2 separate regions of the Mus musculus genome follow, and region 2 is linked to region 1. Evidence: chromatin contacts called from public HiChIP or PLAC-seq data. All regions are on one chromosome and are shown on one strand. Each heading gives the region's core, a stretch centred on a gene start, on an enhancer-like site or on the middle of the called end of the contact. The rest is flanking DNA. Distances are from core to core; before and after follow the strand shown. Region 1 overlaps Gm34597 (a long non-coding RNA gene). Region 2 has its middle 6.6 kb from the start of Gm34853.

What was found. HiChIP or PLAC-seq counts read pairs in DNA pulled down with a chosen protein or histone mark.
Region 2: an H3K27ac HiChIP or PLAC-seq map of large pre-B cells shows a contact between it and region 1, with 2.1 times the contacts expected there. The contact joins two enhancer-like sites. A contact is called at or near these places in 1 of 484 Hi-C or Micro-C datasets (nephron progenitors) and 6 of 115 datasets of contacts at active chromatin or transcription factors (the HPC-7 cell line, T-cell acute lymphoblastic leukemia, bone marrow-derived macrophages and 3 more).

What each region holds. Positions count from the first base shown.
Region 1 is chr8:35,239,036-35,244,744 of GRCm38.p6, reverse strand. The region is part of intron 1 of Gm34597 (a long non-coding RNA gene); the gene reads left to right. Among named protein-coding and RNA genes, the nearest start is that of Gm34597, 3.6 kb to the left of the region's middle. Within about 2 kb of position 3,639, at least 8 of the 459 cell types and tissues checked have an H3K27ac peak or open chromatin away from gene starts, as enhancers often do.
Region 2 is chr8:35,427,071-35,432,804 of GRCm38.p6, reverse strand. No RefSeq gene overlaps it. Among named protein-coding and RNA genes, the nearest start is that of Gm34853, 6.6 kb to the left of the region's middle. Within about 2 kb of position 1,909, at least 92 of the 459 cell types and tissues checked have an H3K27ac peak or open chromatin away from gene starts, as enhancers often do.

The DNA.
Region 1 (5,709 bases), core at 2,390-4,889:
ACAGAATCCCAAGAGCCATTGCTTCCATTACAATTACACGCTCATCTATCTGACTTTGGGAAAAGCTGGGGTTGGAAGCCTTTAGTTGGGGTGGCGGGGGTGGAGGACTGGGGGATGAGGGGGTGGGGGTAGCAGGATGTGTGTGGCAGGGGATGGGGTGGGTGGGGGGAACCACCCAAACTCTGGTGAATTGTGCTTTCTGGGAAAGAACCCTCCAACTGTTGACCATGCCCTGCGCATGCGTACACTGTGCTGCCCTGAGATGGCTCCCCTGCCAGACGCTAGGGTCGTTCACTATGTGGCTCTTCTCTTTCTCGCCTTCCTTTCAGTCTTCCTGTTTGCTTTTACAGTTTAGTTAAAGGATGGACAAGGCAAGCACAAAGGGAAATGGGAAAAAAAATACGAAAAGAATACATCGGAACTCCTTCCATGCTGTTTCTTCAGGAAAGTTCCTTTCTGAGGAGCCAACCATGGTTTTGTTTGCTGGATATCTTTCCAGAAATGTGATGAACTGACCCATCAGGAGTTTCTGTGGTGTCAGTGGATGCGAGCTTATGACGTGTGCATACACACATTAATAAATATTGCATGATAATATGCAGCCCACAATAAGGCTCTATACTTCCCGAACTGTGTTAAGTACTTTATACATTCAGTACACTGTTACTACCCCCATTCTGAGGTCCTCATCAACAAGGAATCTCTCCACCATTGCAGAACTCTCTCCTGGGAGAGACAGAATTCATATCCCAGCAGGCTGGTTTGCAATTCATCTCCCCAAACATTGCCTCTGCCCAGCTGCAGAGGACGGGATCTTGGTTCGGCAAGCTCCTGGTCAGGGCCAGGAGCCCGTGACTCAGGGTCCCAGAAAGCACAGCAAGGGCTGATGGGTAATAGGCAAAGCGTTCCTGGCCTGCCCTTGGCTTCCTTTGTCTGCAAATAACAATTTGCAGAGTTTAATTAACAGCACACTTGCAGGAAGGCCAAGAACAACAGGAGCTCCGCGGGTAGATGCCTTGGGGTTGGAAATCCGGACTGGAAGGCCTTTGTTTCCATCTTTCAAACGACAATGATTAGCAAGAGGGCGGAGCTGTGCGAGCTAGGTCTGGGCAGGAGAGGGGTATAGATTAATTACACAGATGGATCGCTTTGCTCAGAAAAAAAGCCAGTGATGGTTTGATGGAGTGACTTCTGCAGCCATAAAATCAGGAGATAGATGGCTCTCTCTGAGCCAAATGGGAGCCCTGAAGAAATTGACCTTATGTCCAAAAGTAAAAATGATCTGAATGAGTTTCACCAGGTGGGAGGGAGTCGCCGCCTGATACTTTCAAACAGTGATTCCTTGCCAAAGATGCTGGACTCAGCTGTCAAACTAGGGACGAGTTCTCTTGACAGACTGCCTATGAGCCTGCAGGAGGAACACTGTTCCCAGACACACAGAAGATTAGAATTGAGGGTCAATACCTTGAAAAAGACCTTTGTGCGCATGAGGGATTAGGGAGAAGGCTGTGGGGTGTCCGCTTATTTTATAGTCAAGATATATCTTTAAACTCAATTTATCTCATGTCCCTATCCAGAAGCAAGCTGTGACCCGCTCTGCCCTGTGGGGGATATGTTCTGCCCCATGGGGGATACGAGTGCACCCACTGGGGATGCAGACAGCTTACTGTCTGTAGTGGCTGGTTTTGTCTGTCTTGACACAAGCTGGAGTTATCACAGAGAATGGAGCCTCCCTTAAGGAAAATTCCTCCATGAGATCCAGCTGTGAGGAGTTTTCTCAGTTGGTGATCAAGTAGAGGAGGGCCCAGCCCATTGTGGGTAGTGCCATCCCTGGACTGGTGGTCCTGGATTTTATAAGCAAGCTGAGCAAGCCAGGAGAAGCAAGCCAATAAGCAGCACCCCTCCATGGCCTCTGCATCAGCTCCTGCCTCCAAGTTCCTGTCCTGTGTGAGTTCCTGTCCTGACTTCCTTTGGTGATGAACAGTAACGTGGAAGTGTAAGCTGAATGAAGCCCCTTCTTCCCTAACTTGCTTCTTGGTCATGATGTTTTTGTACAGCAATAGAAACCCTGACTAAGATACATTCCTTTGGGCCAGAGTTTTTCAGGGTTTCTCAGGTCAGCCTTACCAGGGTTGCTAGGCAGGTGCTTCACTGCAGTTTTCCTGAAGGGCACTGACATGGCAAATAAACTGAAGAGACAGATAGAGACTCGACAGTGCAAGGGCCTGGGTGAAGGCCGGGGCTGGCTGAACTACTGGCTAATGACAAGAACTTGATGAGCTGAAGTCTTTGAGTCTCATTTATGTCAGTTTTTAGGAGGATTAGTGGTCTCCCTCCACCCCCCCCCCCCACATGACATCAAGATGGAGACAGAGAGCTTGGATGTCATTTGTAAGCTACAATGCACCTTGAGAAGTTGAGAAGAGCATTTAGCACAATGTCGGGGCGGAACATACCTGAGAGGGGTTGTCTGCTTCTGGTCCCACACATACTGCTTTTGGATTTTTTTTCTTTGTTTCACTATGCTAATGAATATACATAAAATCTACCACTGGGTAGCTTTTTCATCCTTGGCCCAGGTCTTGTCAATTCTGAGAAAGGTCTCACAGGAACTCTAGTTTGTAGCATTCTTGTAACCACATAAAAAATGATTGGCATGTTCTACGGTTTGAATATGACATAGCCTTGGTAGGCCCATGTGTTGATCTTCTGGGCTCTAGCTGGTGGCTCCGTATAGAAGGAGATGAATAGTTTAGGAAATACAACCTGGTTGGAGGAGTTAGGCCCCTGGGAGAGGTGTCTTTGAACATTATCGTCTATAATACCTTCTTCTCTCTCTCTCTGCTCCCGATGTTCTGCTCAAATGCATGGGGCCAAGAACCAGGGACTAAAACTTCTGAAACCATGATGCAAGCACATTGTTTTTCCTCCTTTAAATTTGTTCTTTAAAATGTACATCTGCATGTCTTCTGTGTACATACCACGTGTCTGTGTGTGCTCAGAGAGGCTATAGGAGGGCATCAGATCCTCTAGAGCAGGCGTTCTAGGGACTTTTTGGGCTGCCTGATTACTGGGAACCAGATTGAGGTCCTCTGGAAGAGCAGCGAGCACTCTTCATCCCTGAGCCATGTGTCCAGCCCCATAAACTGGTTCATTGAGGAAGTTGGTCCTAGCCACAAGAAAGAATGACTGACACAGTGCCTCTTAATTGTATAAAATAATGGCTTCCATCCGATTTCAGACGTACAGATAACGCACATCGATCATACTTGCTGACACCTTTCCTCTCTCTCCTCCCTCCTCACACCACTTTTCTCATCTTTAGTATATGCCACCCACTTTCACGCCATCTTCTTTTTATCTATCTCCCCTCTAGAGTCCACACATGAAATAACATCATGATATCTATCTGAGTCTGGCTTACTCTGCTTGGAGGCCAATCCATTTTCCTACAAGTGGTATGATTTGATTCTTCGTTGCTCAACAGCGCCCGTGCTGTTTATCCGTCCATCTGTGGATTCCATAACTGCAGTATGGTGAATCATGTCACAATAAGTGCAGGTGTTGGAAGTCTCTCTGCTGTACTGCTGACTTTGAAGTCTCTGGGGATACACCCAGGAGCAGTACAGCTGAATAGTCACCATCGTTCTATTTTTAGCATCTCAAGGAACCTCCCACTGGTTCCACAGTGGCTGATGTACTTGACATTCTAACCTTCAGTGTAGAAGGCTTTCTATCCCCACCTCCCACAGTTTTTCAGGATCTGTTGATATTTGTTTTCTATATTTTTTAAAGTTATTGCTGGGACGTGTGCAATTCTTAATATTGCAAGAATGTGCATCCTTGAAGATTTGTTTTTAATTATGTGTGTGTGCGTGCCTGTGTTTGGATATGTGCATGTGAGTGGAGGGGTCCTCAGAGGCCAGGAAAAGGCATCGATCCCTTGGACCTGGTGTCAGAAGATGTTGTGAGCCACCCAATGTGGGTGCTGTGAGCTAGACTTTGGTCTTCTGGAAGAACAGTGTGCATTCTTGACTACTGAGCCGGGTCTCCAGCCCTGCCCCATCCTGGTTTGTTTTCCTTATGACAGCTATGCCAATGGGTGAGATGGAATCTCAGTTTTGAGTTGCATTTCCCTGACACTGAAAGAATCTGAACATTTCTTTAGATCAGTGATTCTCAATCTTCCCAATGCTGCAGTCCTTTAATACAGTTCCTTATGTTGCGGTGACTCCCAACCATAAAATTATTTTTGTTGCAACTTTGTAACTATAGTTTTGTTATATATGAATTATAAAGTAAATATCTGATATGCAGGGGATATGACATGCAACCCCTGTGAATGGATCAGTCTACTTCTGAAGGGGTCATGACCCACAGGTTGAGAACCACTGTTTAGGTGATTATTGTCAGTTCATGCTTCTTTTCAGAAGTCTTTGTTCAGTTCATGTGCCCATTGATAGCTGAATTGTTTGGTTGTGTAGTGTTGTATCTCCTTAACTCTTTATATATTGTGAATCTTAAGGGTCAGTCAGTCAGTTGAATAGCTAGGAAATTTTTTCTCCCACTTTCTAAGCAGTCTCTTCACTCTGCTATATTTTCTGTTGTGCAGAAACTATTTCACTTATGAAGCCCTAGTGACCAGTTCTGGAATTATTTCCTGTGTTACTAGAGTTCTAGTTAGGAAAATTTTTCCTGTGCCAAAATCTTGAAGTGTTTTTTATTATTTTCCTGAAGTACTTTCCTTTTTTTAGATTTATTTATTTTATGAGTACACTGCTGCTGTCTTCAGGCACACCAGAAGAGAGCACTAGATCCCATTATAGATGGTTGTGAGCCACCATGTGGGTGCTGGGAATTGAACTCAGGTCCTCTGGAAGAGCAGTCAGTGCTCTTAACCACTGAGCCATCTCTCCAGCACCCCTGTTCCACTTTCAAAATTTCAAGTTGTAGGTTAAGGTCTTTGATCCATTTAATCAATTTTTGTAGAGGGTAAGAGTATGGCTCTAGCTCCCACCTTTGACATGAGGATATACAGGGTTTTTTTCCACCAGTTTGTCAAAGAGCTGTGTTTTCTCCAGTGTGTGTGGGGGGCACCTCTGACTACAGACAGACAGGTGACCGTGGATGGATGAGTTTATTTCTTCACTCTGTTATGTTGTTCTAAATGTCTGTTTTGTGCCTGTAACTCAGGTTTTGTTACTATGACTACAGTACTACACAGTAGTATGATTTGACATCCAGAGAGTGAAATGCTTCCAGCATCATAGCTATTTTTTACTCAGAATTGCTATGTCTGAGTATTTTATTTATCTTTGGGTATTTTATGCTGCAAAATGCATTTCAGGGTTGTTCTTTCTAGCTCTATAGAGAACTTCGTGAGTTCTGAAGGATTTCGTGGAACCCGCACTTTGCACTTGCTAGTGTGACCGTACTAACAATAGAACAATAGTAGTTCTGCCAATCCATGGACATCCGATGTCTTTCTGTCTTCAATTCTTCCAAACTCCTCCTTTAGTGCTGCATAGTTTCATCAATAGAGATCTTCCATCTCTTTGGATATGCTGATTCTTAACGATTTTATTTTAGAGGGAAAGCTGTTGATAACAGGGCTTTTAAACATTCTCGGTAATTTTCATGCCAATATATCTTAGAAGTTCTTGATTTTGTAGGCCGACAGCATAGTTTGCTGCTGACTTTGTCTGGCAC
Region 2 (5,734 bases), core at 660-3,159, 190 kb before region 1:
TCTGTGCACCATCAGCCTCAACAGTTAAAAGCTCCCAGTCAACACCGCCCTGTCTACATCACCCCATCCACCCACCCCAACCCCAATAATGATTCTGGAATGGAGCCCAGAAAGCAGGAGCTTTACGGCTTCGTGTCTTTCTCTTCCTCATCATACCTTCCAACTCCCCACAGCAGAGTTCTAAGGTGACAAGGCTAGAAATGTCTTTGAACAGTGTTCCCATTTGTACAGTTCACTAGTTATCTGCCTTGCCAAAACAAGAAGCCCTGGGTCCTCCTTGCCCGGCTTCCTTCACGCCCACAGTTTGCACTTGGGACTTTAGTGTTGGAAGCCACACCCCAGTCATAAGACTTTGGCTAGGTCTGGGGCCTGGTGACAGTGGAAGGAGTAAGACGTGGCTTTGCTCACAGCTCTGTGAGATCCTTCTGGGAGCTGACTTAGCCACACATCCTTGAAGCTTTCCCTGTCTCTTCACTGAGCTTGGATCCAAGCGCCAAGCGAGGCACAAAGCTCTACCCTCGTGCTAAATATATCACCGGGTCTTCAGCACTTAGACAGTGATAACACTGGAAGGATTATTAAAAGCAGCAGAAACATGCTACTAAATCAAAGTTGTGTAAACTGTGCTATTGGTGCGATGTGGAATATTCTGTGGTGCTCATTGAAATGACGTCATAAAAGCATCCTTGTTGACACAGCTTTGATCCTATATTGTTAAGTGAAAGATAGCTTCACAGCCTCATTTTATCGATCTTTATCCTGGAAAAGACTAGCATGGTTAGCTCTTAGGCATAAGGTTATATTAAAACCTTGAAGTCTCAAAACGATTATGCGTACTAAGGACTTCCTTCTTGTCGTTTTTATTTTTAAAAAAATTCTGCAGTTGTCAGGTTGGACTTGTGTGATTATATATACGCTAATGCACATATATACATCAGAGCAGTAGGAGAACATTTTAATGGGTACATTTAGACACCCTACCTTCTGCACACAGCATCTTCCCCTTGTATCCGCATGGGGCATCAGGCCCACCAGGGTTCTGGATTACTCTACTTCTGCTAAGGTAGGATGAGACAGTGGTAGATACCTAGCACTCAGGTAGCTGAGGCAGGAGGTTGGTGAGTTTGAGGCTAGCTTGGGCTATAAAACAAAACAGTCTCAAAACAAAACAAAAACAAAAAACAAACAAACAAACAAAAACCAGCTGAAGGAAAAGAACCCAAAGGCTGGTATGCCCATCCCCCAGAACCCCTGCATTTCCCACAGAACCCCTGTGTGTCCCAGGATGGTCAACAACTCAGTTTGCCTGGACTGAGGGCTATCCTAGGCTACAAGATTTCCTGCGTTCACTGAGAAAGCCTAGGCCAATTTTGGGACCAATTGGTCAGTACTTCCCAGGCATAGAGGTTGACTCTGATTCCCTTCGTAGAATGCATTCTCCCACAGGTCTGAATTCTTCTGGTCTCAAAGCTAGGAGGGCATGAAGTTCAGCAGGTGGAGCAGGACTCAGAAACAAAACAAAACAAAACAAAACAAAACAAAACAAAACAAAACAAAACAAAACAAAACAAAACACTCTGCACTTTTGTCTCTGCATTTAGCCCAGGGCATGCTTTTGTTCTGTGTCTGAGCTTCCAGAAATAAAATGAAATAAAAGATTATCTAAATAATTCAGGACGAACTGGTTATTCAGTGAAGTACTTTCTCACATCCACTATTAAGGACTCCTTTTTTGTAGGCTGAAGCTAACGTTTATTCCATTCCTTTGGCTCTACGTTTTCCGGCTAAAGCTTTTAGCGTAAAACAAAAGAAGAAAGGGGTCAGGGACCGGAAGAGAAAAACCACAGCCAGTGTGGGAAGGAAACCTGTCGCAAGCGGAAGTCTGTGTTAACTGCACGGAGCTTCAATGAGGTTTGCCTGTGCGCCCCAGAGCTCAGGTTTGTAAACCGAGGCAAAGGGATGAGGGTGTCAGACGCTGTGACGTGTGTCACCCTTTGGCCACACTGATCTAGCTGTGGGACGTGACAGGGAGTGTCTGCCCAGAGCTGGCCTGGCTCACTCGGGTAGGTCATGTGGGTAGCCGATGGACCTCTCCGCATTTCTCTGTCTTGACCTTGGAGGTCAAGAGTGCAGAGTAGGAGAGCGCTGGCAAAAGTTAGACGTGACCTGTAGTTCATCCACTTCCGGTGTGCTGTTTGAGAAGTTATTTGACCTCACTATGAAATGAGTAATGTGAATGATACTCTTCTTACTCCACATTGATCTTTCTCCTCGCCAGACACCTGGGCACGATGAGACCTGCGGTCCTTTCAAGACAAGAAAGAAGCTGATCCAAGGAGTACAGAACAGCATTCGCAGCTCTGTGTGCACAGTGTCCTCTGAGCTTGGAATCCAGGACTTCTCCAATGGGAAACCTTTTCTTTTCTTTTCTTTTCTTTTCTTTTCTTTTCTTTTCTTTTCTTTTCTTTTCTTTTCTTTTCTTTTCTTTTCTTTTCTTTTCTTTTCTTCTCTTCTCTTCTCTTCTCTTCTCTTCTCTTCTCTTCTCTTTCTCTTCCTCGTCTCTTCCTCGTCTCTTCCTGTCTCTTCCTCGTCTCTTTCTCGTCTCTTTCTCTTCTCTTTCTCTTCTCCTTCTCTTCTCTTCTCTTCTCTTCTCTCCTCTCCCCTCCCCTCCCCTCCCCTCCCCTTCCCTTCTCTTCCCTTCCCTTCCCTTTCTCTTCTCCTTTCTTTTCTCTTCTTTTCTCTCTTCTCTTCTTTTCTCTTCTCTTCTCTTCCTTCTCTTCCCTCTCCTCCCCTCTCCTTCCTCTTTCTCCCATCTCCCTCCCCTTCCCTCTTTCTTTATTTTTTTGGGACAGGGCTTCTTTATGTTGGCCTGGCTGTCCTGGAACTCATTCTGCAGAGCAGGCTGGCTTCAAACTCAGAGGTCCACCTGTCTATGCTTCCTAAGTGCTGGGATTAAAGGCATGTGACACCACTAGCACCACTACTACCCCTTTGTTAGCTTGTAGTTATTGTACAAAATATGGAGTTTCATGAAGACATTTTCCTACCAACAGATGATGTACTTTGGCCCCCCACTGCCATTACCCTCCCTTAACCCCACCCACCTTCCCCTGCTAGCCTTCTTCTACTTCTCTCCACACCAGAACTTTAGATTTATCTTTGTTTTCCAAGACAGTCTCCTATGTAGGATTTCTTGTGGCTCATGAGCTGCTTTTGCAGAATGCTGGGAAACTGGTTTGTGTGAGGAGAGAGGACAGAGGAGCCCTGGGCACACGAGGACTCCCAGTTCCAGCTTCAGAGCAAATGAAATCAGTCTCTGTGCTATCAAAGATCCCCGGGCCACAGATTTCTTCAATGCCCTTCCTACCTTGTCCTCACCAGCAACAGGATCTGTCAAGGTTTGGGGAGACAAAACCATTCCTAGGCATTCCCTGCTCTCTATCCTTGGGGAAAACAGTGACATCAGGAGAGAGAGTCCACTTGGATTGTTGGTGGCGATATAGAGTTGGGAAGAGATGGGTTCAAGTGCAGTACTCACACCCCTCCACTTCCCCATTTTGGAAGAATGTGAATAGAGAGGAGAAGGAGGAGGAGGAGGGAGAGTCGGGGAGGGGGAGGAAGAGGATGTTAACTTGAATATGAGACAGATTTCTGAAATTACAGGGAGAGCAGTGGCAGAATCACTTTGATGCAACTTTCTAGGAACAAGTAGCTGGGAGCAGAATGAACGTGGCTCTACATTCTGCTGAGCTGGCATCCACCTCAGTATGCATCACACCTCTTCTCTGAAGGAGCGTGGGCGTGTAACCAAACTGACACAGGCAGACACCCCGAGTCCCATGAAAACCCCACCCACCTCCGTGAGCAAACCTCATCCAAGGACCCAGCACCAACCCAACTATCCAGAAAAGCAAGCGCTTCACTCTCCTTCATCTACGGAGAGGAGACAGGAGGGCAGTGGATCAGTGGGGGATGTGATGCGTTCAGGCAGGCTTTGCTAGAGAGAGAGAGCGCATAGTGGTGTCAACTGACAGGAAGCAGGTAGCCCAAATATGCAAAAACCCTTCAGTGGTCCAGTTCTTAGAATTTGCTAAGGTTTGAATGTGTTCACCACCACCCATGAGTAAGAAACAATCCCAGAGCAACCACGGTGAGAAGAAGGACCCTGCAAGAACTGTGCCTTCATTAACAGAGTAGTGGGTTGGTTTTCATGGAGTGGGGGCCCGGGAAATGGAAAAGTTCCACTTCCTTCTCTTGTTCTGTATTGCTGTATTGCTTTCTGCCCTCCATTAGAGTCAGTAATCCACGAGGATACTCATGAGATATGAGGCCCCTGATCTTGGGCTTGCCAGCCCCGAGACTATAAAAAATAAATATGTATTTTTATGATGGCTACATGGCTAATGCTGATAAACACACATGCAACCACAGGGTGGACCCAAGCAGTCTCGGAAGATGACGCTCTGGTTCTGAAAGGGAACAGTAACGCATTCGCATTGTGAAAGTAGTCCAATAGGGAGAAATGAGAAGGAACTCTCCCCTAGCCTCATAGGCAACACGTTAGGGAAGAAATCAGGGAAGTAAGAAGTTGCTACTACAGCTGGCGGAAGAGAGGTGAAAGATTTCAACCAATAGCTTTTCAGTGTAACTACAACTGAGAACTGCTTTGAACAATTTTTATTTTATTATTATTTATTTTCTATTTGTGTGTCTGAGCATATTGTGTATGTGTGTGCATATATATGTATACACACACACATATGCCATGGTACGTGGGTGGAGGTCAGAGGTCAACCCTGGGACTCCTTCCACCATTGGTTCAGGTCCACAGGCTTCGGCGGCACATGTGGTCAACCCTGGACCCACCTCACCTGCCCTTGAGAACGAACAACAGAGGAAGAAAAATTCCAAACTGTTCTGGTATGAGATTTGGGATATTCTGTTTTTTTTTCTCCCTCTCTATTTGTTGCTTTGTTACTTTCCTGCAAATGCTCTTACTATATAGCTCAGGCTAGGCTCAAACTTCCGAGCCTCCTGCCTCAGCATTCTAAGTACTGGACGTAGAGGTGTGGGGAAACCATCTGTGCCTGGCTTACATTCCTTACCATGTAAATATCATCTTCTAAGACTCCGTTTTAGCTAAGGATTGCATCCAGTTCAGAACTCAGCAAAGAACACACATGCTGAAGTTGTCTAAGTCAAGGATTTTATATCTGTATGCATATATCCTCCCATTCTCTTCCTCTGTACGTTTCAAACAACGGTACAGGCCCCAGTACAATCATTTGGTTTTCTTCCCGGACTCTTGGCTAGCATCCCGCTCCCTGGCTCAGGAAAGAAAGAAACACCAGCGCCCAGAAGTTCAAGTCTCTGCCGCTGCTCCACAGTTCCACGCTCAAATAAAACTGCCCTGGTTGGTTTGCATTTGCATGTGCAGTGTGGTGGTTTGAACTTGGTCTTCCTATAAATGAATCTATCTGGGGAAATAAATCTGGGGGTTCTTAGGTCAGTACTAATACTATGAGAGTTTGGATCCCAAGAAAGCGCATTTGTCTGGTTTGTGCATGACAGCACTCAGGGACAGATTATCCCAGTTCCTGAAAACACTTAGGCCTATATACTTAGGACTTAAGTACCCATTTATGGCTTCATAGTGGCATTTCAGGATCTATACTCAAGTTTTAAAGAGACGGGCATTTCTAAATGGTCCTTTAAAAGGTCCAGCGAGCACAGT